Regions from separate parts of the Sus scrofa genome. Here region 1 is linked to region 2. A link is a contact called in public Hi-C data. All regions are on one chromosome and are shown on one strand. The core of a region is the stretch at or near the end of the contact, and the rest is flanking DNA. Distances in the headings are between cores, read along the strand shown.

Region 1 (6,897 bases), core at 2,159-4,658, 390 kb before region 2:
CCCACTTTCTGGAAGTGGTGGGAGCGCAGGGGCAGTGCCTGCGGGGCACGCGCCTGCGTCTCAGGCCCCAGTCTCCAGGCGCCGCCTCCCAACCTCTGAGCCTCCACGTCCCCATGCTGGGAAGCAGCTCCTGGCTCTGGCCCACCTCCAACTGGTCTCAAGGGAGCCCTGAAGTCCGGCAGTTGGCTGCTTGACCTTGGACGGGGGAGGCCTGGACAGGCCATCTTTGCTGAGGGGTGGGGGCTGGGGGCAGGCAGTGGGTCTGTCCCGGCTCATCAGGGGCTGCCCACACGGGAAGGAGATGGACGGGCACCTGAGGCTGGGGGCTGCCGCCCCCCAGGGCCGTGGGTCTGTTAGCAGGCCAAGGGCGGGGCGTTAGCAGAGACGACCTGGACCTGAACTCCTTCCTGCTCCGTGAACTTCAGGGCCCTAACGGTCCCAGCTGGACCCCATTCCGTCTCTCCTGCTCTGCCCCACTGCACGATTACCATGCTGATGCCACATCATGGCTGGGTTCCGCACTCCCCAGAGTGCTTTGCGTGTTGGGAAATTCAAAGCCAGGGTCAGGGGCCAGGTGGTGGCTCACTAACCACAAGGTCGGCTGGAACAGGTCCCCCAGGGGGCATGAGACAAGCACCAAGTTGGAAAAAGACTTGAATAAGGAGCCCCTGCGGGAGGCTTTAGTCTCGTCCGTCTTTTCAGGGGACACAGCTTGCAGAGCAGCCACGGGCCATTCTCCTGGCTCCCGCTCCCGCTCCTGTTCCTATAAGCAGCCTTCCAAAGCCTGCACAGCCGTCTTACACTGGTCATGGGGGGACCAGCTCTCTGGTCACTCGAGTCCTTGGCAAAGAGGCCCAAGCCTGACCCTTGGCCTGGACCTCCGACCCTGGGCAGCTGCAGCTGGCCCATGGGATAGACGTGGTGCCAGTATGGCCCATAGCTAGGGGACAGGTGCACTGTCACTGCCCCACCGTGGACAAGGACAGCAGGACCTCAGCCTGTGCTCCCATCCTGCCTGCTTGTGTCTATCCAGAGCTGTCCCTGGGTCAAGACCCCACCCATGCTGGGGAGACCTGGAGGGGAGCCGGCAGTGGGAACGGGGCAGGTAGGTGGGAGCGTGCTAAGTGGACACAGCTCGGTGTGTCTGGGGGTGGGGGGGCAGCAGCCTGGTGGCGCAGGCATACAGGTCAGGGTAGACAGGCACCTGTGCCCTGTAGCCAGCCTCTGTCTGCCCAGAGCATCCCTGACCATGGGCGGCAGCCCCCGCACTCACGTTACAGTAGATGCGCTTCTGGACCCCGTAGCGCAGCACGAGCACGTCGAAGGCTTGGTTCAGGACGCCCAGCACCATGGCTTCCGACTCCAGGGGGCCGCTCTCCTGCGGGGCAGGACTGACTCTAGCCAAGGCTGGACTGTGGAGGGCGCCGTCCCCCCCGGGCCCACCCCAGCTACCGAAGGCCCCTGGGCTCCTGGAGGCCTCCCTGTGAGCAGGTACCCAAGGGGGGAGAGGGGGCGCCAGGCTGGGGGCCTCACCTTGACCAGGATGGCGAAGAAGAGGCCGGTGCTGAGCTCCTGCACGCGCTTGGACGCCATGCGCCGGTCGTTGCAGTGGTCGGCCCGCTTCTGCAGGACATTGGGCTCCATATCCGGGGGCTCCCTGTAGCCTGGGCAGAGAGCGTGGTTGGGGTCCACCGGCGCCTGCGCTGTGCGATTGGCCACGGCCAGGAGAAGGGCAGCATGGCGCCCCTGGGCCAAGCCGGGTGCAGCCTGGGAGGCCCGGGGAAAGCGGAGGCCTCCTTGCGGCCTCTGGGGCTGGGCCGAGAAGGGAGGGTTGGCCACGGTGAGGGCTCTTGAGCCCCGGCCTTTGCAAAGGGCTTTAATGAGGCCTCCTGCAGCCCCCACACCCCCCGCGCCCCAACCCACCCACCGCTCGTGCTCCCCGCGGGAGCGTTCTGGGTCCAGGCTCCCCTGCTGGGGGACTGCCCCACAGTCATGGCCCTGTGGCCTCTGGCCCCCAGGCAGCCACTCCGGGGTGTGCGGCCCGGAGCTGGGCCCAGGCCGGCGCTGTCCCCCCTTACCCAGCGCGGCGGCCAGGAGGCGATGCACCATGACGTCGGCGAAGCGGCGGATGGGCGACGTGAAGTGCGTGTAGAGTGGCACGTTGAGGGCATAGTGGCGGAACTGCGCCGGGTCCCGCAGTGTCCCCGCGCAGAAGTACAGGGCCATCTGCAGAGGGGCCAGAGCCTCGTGATGGGGGGCGGGATGGGATGGGACCCACCTGCCAGGCAGCTGAGCCACGTCGGCCCGAGGAGGTCAGGGGCCGTGCCATGCGAGGGGACCCGCGGGGCTGCCATGAGGCTGCGCTGAGCCAGGGCCCCTGACCTGCTGAAGGCAAGGGCGGCTCTTGCCCAGGGCTGCTCAGATCCCCTCTGCTGAGGAGCGGAAGTGGAGTGCGGTGATGGGGCGCGGGGGCAGGGGGATGTATTTCCCACTGGAAACCTTAAGGATGCTGGAAGGCCTCCGCCCTCGGAGTCCTGCGGACCAGCACCCCAGCCCTGGGGCCGGGTGGGGGGAGACCGCGTGCACACGGATGAGGCCAGCCAGGGAGCAGCCCACCCCCCTCACAGCGGGTCACTGCTGAGTTTCAGGGGCTGTTACTGGCAAGAACCAGGAGGAAGGAACTGTTTCTAGTTTTCCTCCTTCCCAGGGCCAGGTTGGAATGGCTACTCTGGAAAGGGGGGAGCCGGGGGTGGGGTGGGGGAGAGGAAGCCCTTCGTCCATGCTGGACACAAAGCCCAACACCACTGTGGAGCCAGAATGGGAGACAGAAGGCCTGGGATGCCCACCCCCCAGAGCAAAACAGGCACCTGGCTCTTCCCCTCCCGCCCTGGCCCAGCCTTTGTCCACGGCAGCCCTCCCGCCCTCTGGCCCTGACCCCTGCCTGGCTGAAGGCCACACCCGCACCCCGGCACCTCTGAGCCCCTCGTACTACAGCTCACCAGCCATGGGAGGCAGCGGCTGGCCAGCCTCTCAGCCTCAGCGCCTCTTGACCTGAGAGCCTGTCCTGAGACCCAAGACTCAGATCCGAGTCAGAAGGCAGGGCAGGAGTCAGGCCTGTCACCTGCAGTGTTTCTCAGGGGCCCAGAGAAGGAGCGGTGCTGCTGCCCTGAGAGGTTCGGCCTCAGCCCCTGAAGCCGCCTGCCCTGGGCTCCCCGAGCCCTCAGGCCTGGGGCTCCAGGCCCCGCTGCTGCCGGGGAGCAAGGGAGCAGCTCCTGGGCCAAAGTCACACCGCGGGTGTTCACCCGCTCGCGCCCCTGCCTCTTGCTCGCACTCCCACACCCTCACGCCCTCCCGTGTGCTCTCTGGGCCAGATGGACAGGGGCTCGGGTTACTCCGGAATCCAGGAGGCAGCTCGGCTCCCCAGCCCCGCTTCCCTTCCAGCTCCCGCTGGGCCCCCGGGTCACGTCTGGGGTAAGTCGCCGAGGGAGGCGGGCACAGCCTCCACTCGAGCCCCATCTGGGCTTTGTTCTCAGCGGCGGCCAGTCCCCCAGATGAGCTGGGGTGAGGAGGGCAGGGGGCCCCAGCTCCCTGTCTGGCTGCTGCAGGCGTCTCTGGAAAGGGTGGGATGGGTGGGGACCCGGAACCGGGACAGAGACGAACCCGGCGCCACAGACGCTCTGGCCACTCCCTGACATCGGATCTGGGGTCACAGCGGGCAAGGCTGGGATAAGCCAGGCCTTTCTCAGGCTCTGGCGACTCACGAGAGGAGTCCTCTCCTTGGCCCTGCCGGGCTGGTTCAGCCTTGGAGGTGGATGGCTTCCAGAAGCTGGGGGCAGGGAGCGGGGGCCCCATCGGCCCTGCAGGTGGGGACAAGCCCACTGGCCAGAGAGGCATGGCCCCCACTCATGGCGGTCGCTTTCCAGCCCCCGATAGGGGGCAGACATCGGAGACCGGGGCGGGAAGGACCTGAGACCTCCATTCTAGGCAGAGCTACTAGGTGTCAGGAAAGAAGTCAGGTGTGACCAGCTGGGTGATCTGGTTCAGGACAGACCGAATCTGTCTGGTGCCTGAGCCCCTGAGCAACCGTCTGTCACGCTCCCATCAGCATCCCCAGTTCCTGCTGACCTGGCAGTGCCATGGTGTGGCTCCTTCCCAAGATGCCCTCCTCGCCACCCCCAGGCTGAAGGTCGGCTGGGAGGGCTGCACCAGGTTGCCAGATGCCAGCCACTGTCTGCCTCCCAGGTGGCCAGCCTGTCCCCCAGCTGCAGACCCAGGCCCACAGCCTGACAGCCTGGCTGCTCCTCTCCCAACCAGCTGGTGAGAGGGAGGTTTCTCTGCCCAGGGTCCACAAACCCCCGTGGGGTAAGGACCACTCCCCGCACAGTCTGCTCCGGAGAGATGCTCAGCGCCCCCTCCAGGATCCCCATCTTTCCAGGGGCTGCTGACCAGGCCTCATCCCCTGTCCAAGCTGGTGCAGTCTTCAGGGACCAGGCCCTGAAGTCTTAGGGGTGCCCTGGGGTGTCTGCCTGCTGGCTGCCAGAGATAGAGCCCCAGCGGCCATGCAGGGGGGCAGCGGGGCAGGCAAGTCTGAGCAGGAGGAGGGGATGAGGCTCAGGAGCCCAGGGACCATCTGTCCCGGGAGTGGCCTGGGGACATGCTCCCCCAGACTGCCCTCAGGCTGGCTGAGGCGCAGGGGCCCCGGCTGCTCCAGGAGCAGGAGGGGCGAGGGCGGCTTCCTCACCTGCATGGGCCTCGAGCACATGTTAGTGAGCACCTCCTTGCGCGCCAGGGAGTACTTGTCATCTCCAAATGTTTCGGTCAGACTTTTCTAGAAGCAAGCCCAAGGGGTATGCAGTCAGGCTCGGGGCGAGGTTCTGGGGCCCTTGTCCCCCGCTCGTCATCTGAGACCCTGCTCTGGGGAGGAAAGGTCAGGCGAGGGGTCCAGCCCTGCTCAGACGGCCATGGGTGGGTGCAGGGGGTCCCACACTGGGCCTGCCTCCACGTCCCTGGCTTGAGGTCAGTCCTGCCGTGTCCGGCTGGCTGACTGGCCTGGTCAGCCGGCTCTCCAGTTGGTGACCTCCCTGCCACCCCAGGCTTGGAGCACAGATGGGGGCAGTTTCCCTCTTGCAGAATCAGAGCCTGTGGTGGCTTCTGAGCCCGTGGTGCTTAGTCCCAGGTAGGGAGCACCTGCCACCACTTCCTGTCAAAAACATTCCCTGATGCCCCATAAGCCCGAGCCCCGACTGAAAGCCTCTGGGCCGGAGCCCATCCCCGGCCACAGGGCCCCCGCCCGCAGCGGAACCTCCCGAGGTCTGGTCTTGGCTCTGGGCTGGGCTCCCCACCAGCCGCCCCCTGCCCCCATCCCGGAGGCTGGGGAGGGAACGGAGGGAAGGGGCCAGAGGCTGGTGGTGGGATGCAGAGGCTGCGGGACCCTCCCCTCCAGGCCTTCCTCCTCCTTCCCCTTGGCCCCTGGGCTCCCGGCACTCACGTTGAGGGCCCCCGCGGAGCTGAAGTCCATGGGCAGCCCCAGCTGCTCGCAGAACTCCATCAGGTCGTTGAGCATCTTGGTCTGCGGCGGCGGGTGGCGGCGCAGCAGCGCTCGCTCGGGGAAGGCGCGGTGGATCTCGCGCGCCACGGCCATGTTGGCCAAGAGCATGAACTCCTCCACGAGCCTGCAGCGGAGGCACGGCCGGCGTTGCTCCCGCTCCTCCGCCTCCCGCGCCCCGTCTCGGCGTCGAGACGCCCGCCCGCCCGGCCTCCAGTCCGCTTTGTCCCTTCCCGCAAGCTGCTCTCTCCCCGCCCTCTGCTCCTGCCCCTCGCTGGCTGCCCTCACTCTCCACTCCTCACTCTCCACTGCTGCCCTGTTAGCTCTGGCGCTGTGTCCCCTACGGGGACAGGGCTCCTGGAGAGCGGGCATGGTGTCTGTCTTACTCCCCGCTGTGGCCCCGGTGCCTGGCCCCTCGTCTGAGCCAGGGAAGATGTAAAGATCTCTCCGGAATGACGAGCTTCCCAACACCCCCGGGGGCATCTCCGGCTGTAAGAACAGTGCCCAGGAGTTCCCGTCGTGGCGCAGTGGTTAACAAATCTGACTCGGAACCATGAGGTTGCGGGTTCGGTCCCTGACCTTGCTCAGTGGGTTAAGGATCTGGCGTTGCCGTGAGCTGTGGTGTAGGTTGCAGACGCGGCTCGGATCCCGAGTTGCTGTGGTTCTGGCGTAGGCCGGTGGCTACAGCTCCGATTCAACCCCTAGCCTGGGAACCTCCATATGCCATGGGAGCGGCCCAAGAAATAGCAAAAAGACAAAAAAAAAAAAAAAAAAAAAAAAAAAAGAACAGTGCCCAGGCAGGATGGGCACCAGAAGGCTCCGTGGCGGCAGTGCATCCCCTTCCTGGAGGTGTGGGTTGTGCTGTGGGGTAGCCTGGTCCCCCCCCACCACTGCCAAGCTCTTGGGAAGGAACAGTGAGGGCACAAGAGTGTGAGTGGGCAGAGCCCCGCCTTCCCCAGACAGGGCCTGCTGCCCACAGGGGTGGCTCTGCTCCACCAAGCTGTCCCCAGACCACGTCTGTCTCCCCCAGACCCCCTGCCAGGAGGAAGGAGGGTGTGGAAAGGCCCCAGGGCCGGCAGCTCCAGGGCCAGCCTGGACCCTGGGAGGAGGCCCACCCAGGCCCTGCCCTCCTCGCCCCCTCTGGGGGGACCACCCTGGGCCGGCCCACAGCCCAACGCCCCCCACCCACTGCGGGGCAGGGCTTGGGCCAAGGACTGCAAGGGTCAAGCCTCAGCTGACCTCGGCCAGCGGGAGGCCTCTGCGTGCCATGAGGAGTTTCCCATCCCCCCGCCCCCCGAGTTGCAGGAACGGGTTTTTTGTTTTGTTTTGAAGTTTTCTGCTCTATTTTATTA
Region 2 (6,612 bases), core at 3,092-5,591:
TTTCCCTGGCCGCTGGCTCCTCTCCTAAAGGCCGGCATCACAGGTGCAGCAGGATCCTTGGAAGACGTACCAAGCTCACGGTGACCTGGTCAAGCCATGGCCTCTGTGTCCTCAGAGGGTCCCCATCACCAGCTGATCCGGGGAGCCCGAGGGGTGCGGGGCCCTCCCACCCGGGGAGGGTGAGTTGTGCAGAAACATCGAGATCCCTCTTCTGCCCCAGCTGCTTCCTCCTACCTTTGTCTGGGACTCAGAAACCTCTTATCGGGCCTCCTGACTCATCTGCCCCCCGTCCAGGAGCCAAGGAAGGCTTTTTCCCCAAATACAGGTGGTGAAACTAAAGGCCTCAAGCCGTGATGGGACTTGGCGAGGGTCCCGCTGCAATTTCCCTGCCCGGCCTCCATGAGATCTGCTCACCGCCTGTTCAGTGTCCTCTCTGGGAAGTTATGCAGCTGGAAGGGGGCCCCTGGGATGAAATAATTGCAGAGAAAACAGATGGGCGGCGAGCAACCCTCCCCTCCTCTGTGCTCTGAAGAATCCGCCTGTTTCTCCCCAGGGCCAGGAGGGGGCACTGTTATACAGGGAGCGGGTTCCCATTGCCCAGGGAAGGAGCTGGACAGTCCTGCTGTAGTCACCCCTTCCCAGGCCTCCTAATGCCTTTATGCACCCCTTTTTCACCTCATCAAGGCCCACGCTCATCTCTACAGGGTCCTGGTAATGAACTGAACATCGACTGTCCCCCGGGAGGGCCTGTCTGTGGTGGCACAAGGGTCTTACCTTGCCCAGGTGGAGGAGGGGAGAAAGGGCAGAGGGGCCTGCCGGAATGGAGCGTTTTCTCTCCCCATCCCTACCTTTCGGAGGTCCAGGAGGGAAAAGAGGGTCCCGGCCAGGCAGCTCTCTGATGCCCGGAGCTTGGCACCCTTCAGCCTGGCTCTGACATCTCCCACTCCCTCCCTGCATCCCCCACCCATCCCCAAATGCTCACTCCCCTCAGCCTCATTTTTCAAGCCACCCCCTCTCGCTTGCTTGCCTATCCCACCCCCAAGAGCGCAATAGGCTCCCCCCCTTGGAGACAAGCCCCTCCCCTTCTTTATCCCATCTACGTACGGGCCTCCAGAACCTACTGGCCTCTCTAGCAAGCCTGCCTCCTCCGGGCAGTCCTACCTGAGGGTACCCCCCCTCCCCACTTCTTTCCCTGGGTCTGACTACCCCCCTTTATTCTCTAACTGCTCCCCTCTAAGCCTGGATGCGTTCTTCCATCTGCTCAAAGGGAGTCGCTCCAGTTGGCATCTGGTTTCCCTCCTCTTATCCTTCTCACCTCCTGTGGCCCGGGTCCCCTTCCCTGGATCCGCACAGGCTTCTCCTTCCCCAGGAAGCCTGCCCTGCAGGCCCAAGCTGAGGGAGCTGCCCTCCCTCCCTGCCAAAGCTAGTGTCTGTGGCCTGGGGCCTGGCGATGGGGGAGAAGGGGCGGGGGGGTGGGTCTTCCCTGCTGGGCCTGGAACGCCATCAGCTGCACTGCTGCTCAGTGAATACTTCCGAAAGCAGTAGATCGATAAGCGACAAATGACAAGATTCCCCACAGAACTGCCAGGTTCCAGAGGCCCAGGGGCCTTTTCTCTCTCCTTCTCCCACTGAGCATCTGAGAAAGTGCCACAAACAGCTCAGGTTCAGAGGCTCGGTGGGTGCAACTTTCCCAGGCCAGGCCCCCGAGGCCGGAGCAAGAAGGAGCAGATCTTGTGAGGGAGAAGCAGAAAGAAGTGACCTGCTTCCCTGGTCTAGGCCCAGGGGCGAGGCCAAGACTTCTCTGCAGCTCCCTGGGCAAGAAAACCAAGGGGAAGGGGAACGCTTCAGGGGCCAAGGCCAAGGCTGTGCTGACTGCCTCCTTCCATGCAGGTCCCTCCAAGGCCGCCCTCCCACTCTATCCACCTACCAAGCCCCAGCCAAGAGCAGGGATGCGAAGCCTCACACTGCACATAACCCTTCCAGGATCCAACTTGCCCCAAATCCATAGGCCAGTGGTCCGAAGTTGGGGGTATCACCAGAAGAGTCCTTGTCCCAAAAGAAGAACTAGAATCCAAGGTGTTAGACACACTCCGGTGGGGGTGGGGTGGAATCGGTTTATTATCTATTTAGCCTCAAAGCTCAAAGAGAGCGGAGACCTAGATGGTTACTGAGCTGTCACCAAGTACATCCAAGGGACACAGAAGACAGGAAAGCACCAGCCTACAGATATTCATATTCAGACAGAAAGAGGTGACCTTGGAGCGCTGGAAGCTTCCAACCTGTCCTTAATAAGGGGTTTCAGAGGATGGACTGTTGCTCCCTGGAAACCAGCCTAGAGCCTGGCTCAGGAGTCAATCTGCCTGGCTCTTTAAACCAGTGTAAATAAAGCGAGTCTCAAAAATAAAAATAAGCATATATATAAAGAAAAAGAGAATTTAAAAAAATGAAGCGAGTCTCAAAGAAGCCCAGATGGGCACTGTTTCTCTTCATCCAGTAGACAAAGAGGAGAGGGGACTTCCAATGCCCATCTGGAGAGCCCATCTTCTTCCCCTTCTTCTTCCTCTTCCTTTCTCCTCAAAGGAAAGAGTGGTGCCACTCGAAGGGGGTTACCATGGAGAGGCAATCGGGGTGGCTGCCTGGAGGTGGCGTGTCAACTCACCAACTCACAAAGGATGCCCTGTTGATTTCTGGATCCTCTTGGGGTTCAGGAAATCCAGCTGCCCCACATCCAGGCCTCAGGGGTACATTATTTCCTAAACAAACGGACCTGCAAGTGGTCCACAACAGTTTCCGGCTCCGAATGCCAGGGTGGGAAAGAAAGCAGATGGTTTTGCGTTTGGCCTCCAGGCTCTGGGCTCAGGCTCTGCTGTAAGATTGACCTCGTGGAACCTTCTTCTCCAGGCCCCTCTTGAGTCCAGTGGCCTTCCCCACCCCCACCGCCCCATGCAGCTTCCTTTCCCTGAAAAAGCTCCTCCAGGAGCCTCACACCCTCAGGGTCATCTTCACGCCTGGGGTCCACCAGCACCTCCCTGTTTGCTCTCCAGCTCAGAGGCAGCAGAATCACAGATTACTGCACCTCACCCAATTCTTAGGGTTCTTTGCCTCAGTGGCTTTTCCTGAAAGAGTCTTAAGAACCCCAGGGACGGAGAAGCCCTCGGCAAGGAGAGGGAGTCGTGAGCAGCAGGGATACTGGGGCAGGATCTGACAACTAGGACAGGGACCACTCTGAGCCCCCAAAACGCAAAGCCAGACTGGGCTCCAGACTGGCTTAAGTTCCCTCCCCACACCGTGCAGGTGCACCGGACACTGGAGGGAACGTCCTCCCGCTGCGAATCCTCGCGTAGGTTCAGACAAGGTCAGTTGCGCACCCCTCGGGGCAGACCAAAGCCATCTGCTGGGTCAGCTTTGGGGACGGCTGTGCGGCGGAAGCGGACTGAGGGGGAACTTAGAGCCTCAGCGGCGGGCACATGATGCTACTGCACACACGCTTGAGCACTCCTATCGCTTCTCGCTCCCAAACACACCGGCAGGCGAAAAGCGTGCTTTCTCCGGTGTAGGACTTGCGCTCCCCCCTGCGGCCCTGGGCAAACCTCGCTCTCTCTGCGCCTTCCTCCCGGACCTCTGGCCCCCATCTTTTGCTTCCCCGATCCAAGGCGTCGGTGGCGTCTGAACTACTGTCCCGGCCAGCAGGTGAAACGTGGAGCCGCAGCATCAGGCCTCGCGCCTGTCAGGTGCCCCGGGAAGAGTTTGGCAACAAGGCAGATCTGCGTGGATTTCGGGCTGTGCCAACTTTGTGGCTGTGTGACTTGGAGCAAGTGACTTAATTCCTCTGAGCCTATCTTTGCAGCTGCAAAGAAGGAAACTGATCCCCTCCAGGGAGAGCATGGGTGTTGTGGTCCAAGCTTGCGCGCAGGGCACCGGGCGCACCATCGCTTGGCAGGCCAGGGCGCGCGCTCCCTGCAATTGGAGTTCCCTTGTGCACGCCACTTTGCAGCTGGGAGAGCTGTTGGGAGAGAGCCCGCCGAGCCGCGGGATCCCTCCGGGGTGGGAAGAGGGTGGGGGCAGAGGGGGAGCCCCCGCGGCCCCCTCCCGGCCTTCGGCGCGCGTGCCATTGGCCCGGGCGGCCTTGTGGGCGGGAGGATGACATCAGCGGCAGGTTGGATTATAAAGGCGCGAGCGGAGCCACGGGCTCAGAGCGCACCCAGCCGGCGCCGCGCAGCACTGGGACTCGCGCCCGCACCGCAGCCCGGCCAGTCTGCTCCGCGCTCGCTTGCCAGTCTGCCCGCCGGCCCCGTGCACCTCTCTGCCGCCGATCTGCGCCCCTCCACCCCACAGGCACCATGCACCTCTCCCAGCTGCTGGCCTGCGCTCTGCTGCTCACGCTCCTCTCGCTCCGGCCCTCCGAAGCCAAGCCCGGAGCGCCGCCGAAGGTGGGTGCTGTCGCAGGGACGTCGGAACTGTGAGGGGCCGTGGCACGGCTGGGGGGGTCTAGGAGGGTGCGGCGCGCCAGAAGCAGCAGAGGGGCCAGGAAGGCGGCTCTCTCCCCAGATGTGCGCCGGTAAGAGCTGGGGCGCCTTCGAAGCCTGGGGAGAACGTCTGCAAACGCGCAGCCGCTGCCCCAGCGTGGTCAGCCGGGCAGGGGGCAGAGGAGAAGAGGGCGAGGGACTCCCTGAGGAAGGGGACAGCGGCGGCCGCGTGGCAGGTGGATGCAGGGCCCAACTATCCTGCACCTGTGGGGGAGCGCTCAGGGCTTGAAAGGGACAAACCGCGCCGGCGGGCGTGTCGCCCTGGAGCATCAGCGGCCCCACAAAGTCCCCCGCCCTGCCGTCGTGCGTCCCTTCACTTACCTGTTCTTTCCCCCTCGGACAGGTCCCTCGAACTCCGCCAGGGGAGGAGGTGGCCGAGCCCCAGGCTGCGGGCGGCGGTCAGAAGAAGGGCGACAAGACTCCTGGGGGCGGTGGCGCCAACCTCAAGGGCGACCGGTCTCGACTGCTCCGGGACCTGCGCGTGGACACCAAGTCTCGGGCGGCGTGGGCCCGCCTTCTGCACGAGCACCCCAACGCGCGCAAATACAAAGGAGGCAACAAGAAGGGTTTGTCCAAGGGCTGCTTCGGCCTCAAACTGGACCGGATCGGCTCCATGAGCGGCCTGGGATGTTAGTGCGGCGACCCCTGGCGGCGGTGAGTACCACCCAACCCTGGCCTCCGGGCGCTCTTGGCACACCCAGCTCCCCCGAGAAGGCCCCCAGAACCAAGCCTGAACCCCGTGCCGCAAGCCGGTCTCCCTCTGATCCCCAGACTTTGGGACCATTCCGCCTCCCAGCCGACCTTTGGAGGGGAGCCAACCGACTCCAGCACAAGACTGAGGGCGTGTGCCAGACATTTGTCCCAAGACCGTTTATCATTCCATTTCACAGATGGGGGAAATTGAGGGATAAAGTGGCCAGGTAATTTTGGCAAGGTCAGAAGCGGCTCAGCATGGATGAACGCACCTGGCTGCCTCTGGGGAAACAGGCAGCTTGGTGGAGTCCTGCCCATCCCAGGAACATAAGGCAGCCAGCAGCACTGGCCCCAGTTTGCCAGTTGGGGGGTCTTGAAGAGTGATCCTGGGCTGATGGGAGCAGAGGAGGAAGGGCAGACCCACAGGTCAAGGGTAAGTTTATCTGCCAGCCCCTGCATCTTGGTGCTGGGCAGTAAGTAGCCCAGTGGTCAGGACAGCTCCCTGGGTCTGTTGTCCCTGAAATGGGACCGACGCGGATCAAGATCCGTGCCCTCACGGTCGAGAGAATAGCCCTCTGTTGGCATCACGGAGGTGCATTCTGCCCCAGAACATTCTGGCTCTTGTCCCTTCTCTAAACCATGGCTGTGGGCAAACTGGTCTGTCCAGGGTCCTGACGCCTCTGCAGCCTGTGCGACTTCAGGATCCAACCTTAGTGTTTGTGGCACTACTTCAGGGCAAGGAAAAGGAACCTGAAACAAATCTCTTTTGGTCCCAAGTTCACACTCATCATGTCCCAAGTGGAGCCCCCACCCCCACCCCCCCGCCACACCAGGCCTGGGTTTCTGTCTTGGCCTTCTACCTCTCCGCCAAGCTGGCAACCCCTAGGCTACCCTGAGCCCCGGCTGGGTGCTACATCCTGGCCATGTCCTGCGACAAAAATCCTTCCCTCCGCTCCCCGCTGCTCTCCTTTCCTGCTGCCCATCGGTGTCCATGGAGAAGCAATGTCCCAACCTCTGAAACTGACGTTCAAGTGCTTTAGAATCTGACCCCCCTGGTTTCCAGGCTTCCTTGTCTGCTGACTTTCCCTGTTCCACAGCCTAGTTCTGTCCCAGTCCAGGCCAAGCTGCTCTCTCACCCCAGAAGCCTTATCAGTGTCCCTCTTTGAAGCTCCCCAGTGCCCTGCCTGAGCCTTTTTTTTTTTTTTTTTTACTATACAGAAAAGCTTTTCGCCTGAGCTCTAGTTGCTTGTGAACCCATTCACCTCCCCACATTAACTCATGAGCAGCTTAGAGGCCAGATGCTAGCCTAAGATGATCTGGAACCTGCAGCATGCCCAAAGGGGCTCTTAAAAATGTCGGTCAATGACCCGAAAAACCTGCCCACCCAGCTTAG

What was found. A called contact is a pair of places that touch in the nucleus more often than the background predicts.
Region 1: a contact with region 2 is called in a Hi-C map of fetal skeletal muscle, with 3 times the contacts expected there. The contact joins the enhancer-like site here to the promoter of NPPC in region 2. A contact is called at or near these places in 4 of 5 promoter capture datasets (fetal liver, fetal skeletal muscle and liver), 26 of 47 Hi-C or Micro-C datasets (adipose tissue, alveolar macrophages, blood and 15 more) and 1 of 2 datasets of contacts at active chromatin or transcription factors (skeletal muscle).

Annotation. Positions count from the first base shown.
Region 1 is chr15:132,895,047-132,901,943 of Sscrofa11.1, reverse strand. It overlaps DIS3L2 (DIS3 like 3'-5' exoribonuclease 2), which reads right to left. Exons shown (of 21, transcript NM_001195333.1): 15 at 5,489-5,672; 16 at 4,742-4,828; 17 at 2,079-2,226; 18 at 1,534-1,664; 19 at 1,274-1,378; 20 at 1-38. Among named protein-coding and RNA genes, the nearest start is that of ECEL1, 99 kb to the left of the region's middle. Within about 2 kb of position 3,408, at least 5 of the 83 cell types and tissues checked have an H3K27ac peak or open chromatin away from gene starts, as enhancers often do. A contact at or near this core is called in fetal skeletal muscle, where this site is marked.
Region 2 is chr15:132,507,254-132,513,865 of Sscrofa11.1, reverse strand. NPPC (natriuretic peptide C) reads left to right here and starts at 4,341. Exons shown (of 2, transcript NM_001008482.1): 1 at 4,341-4,430; 2 at 4,870-5,160. The coding sequence starts at 4,341. The coding sequence ends at 5,160.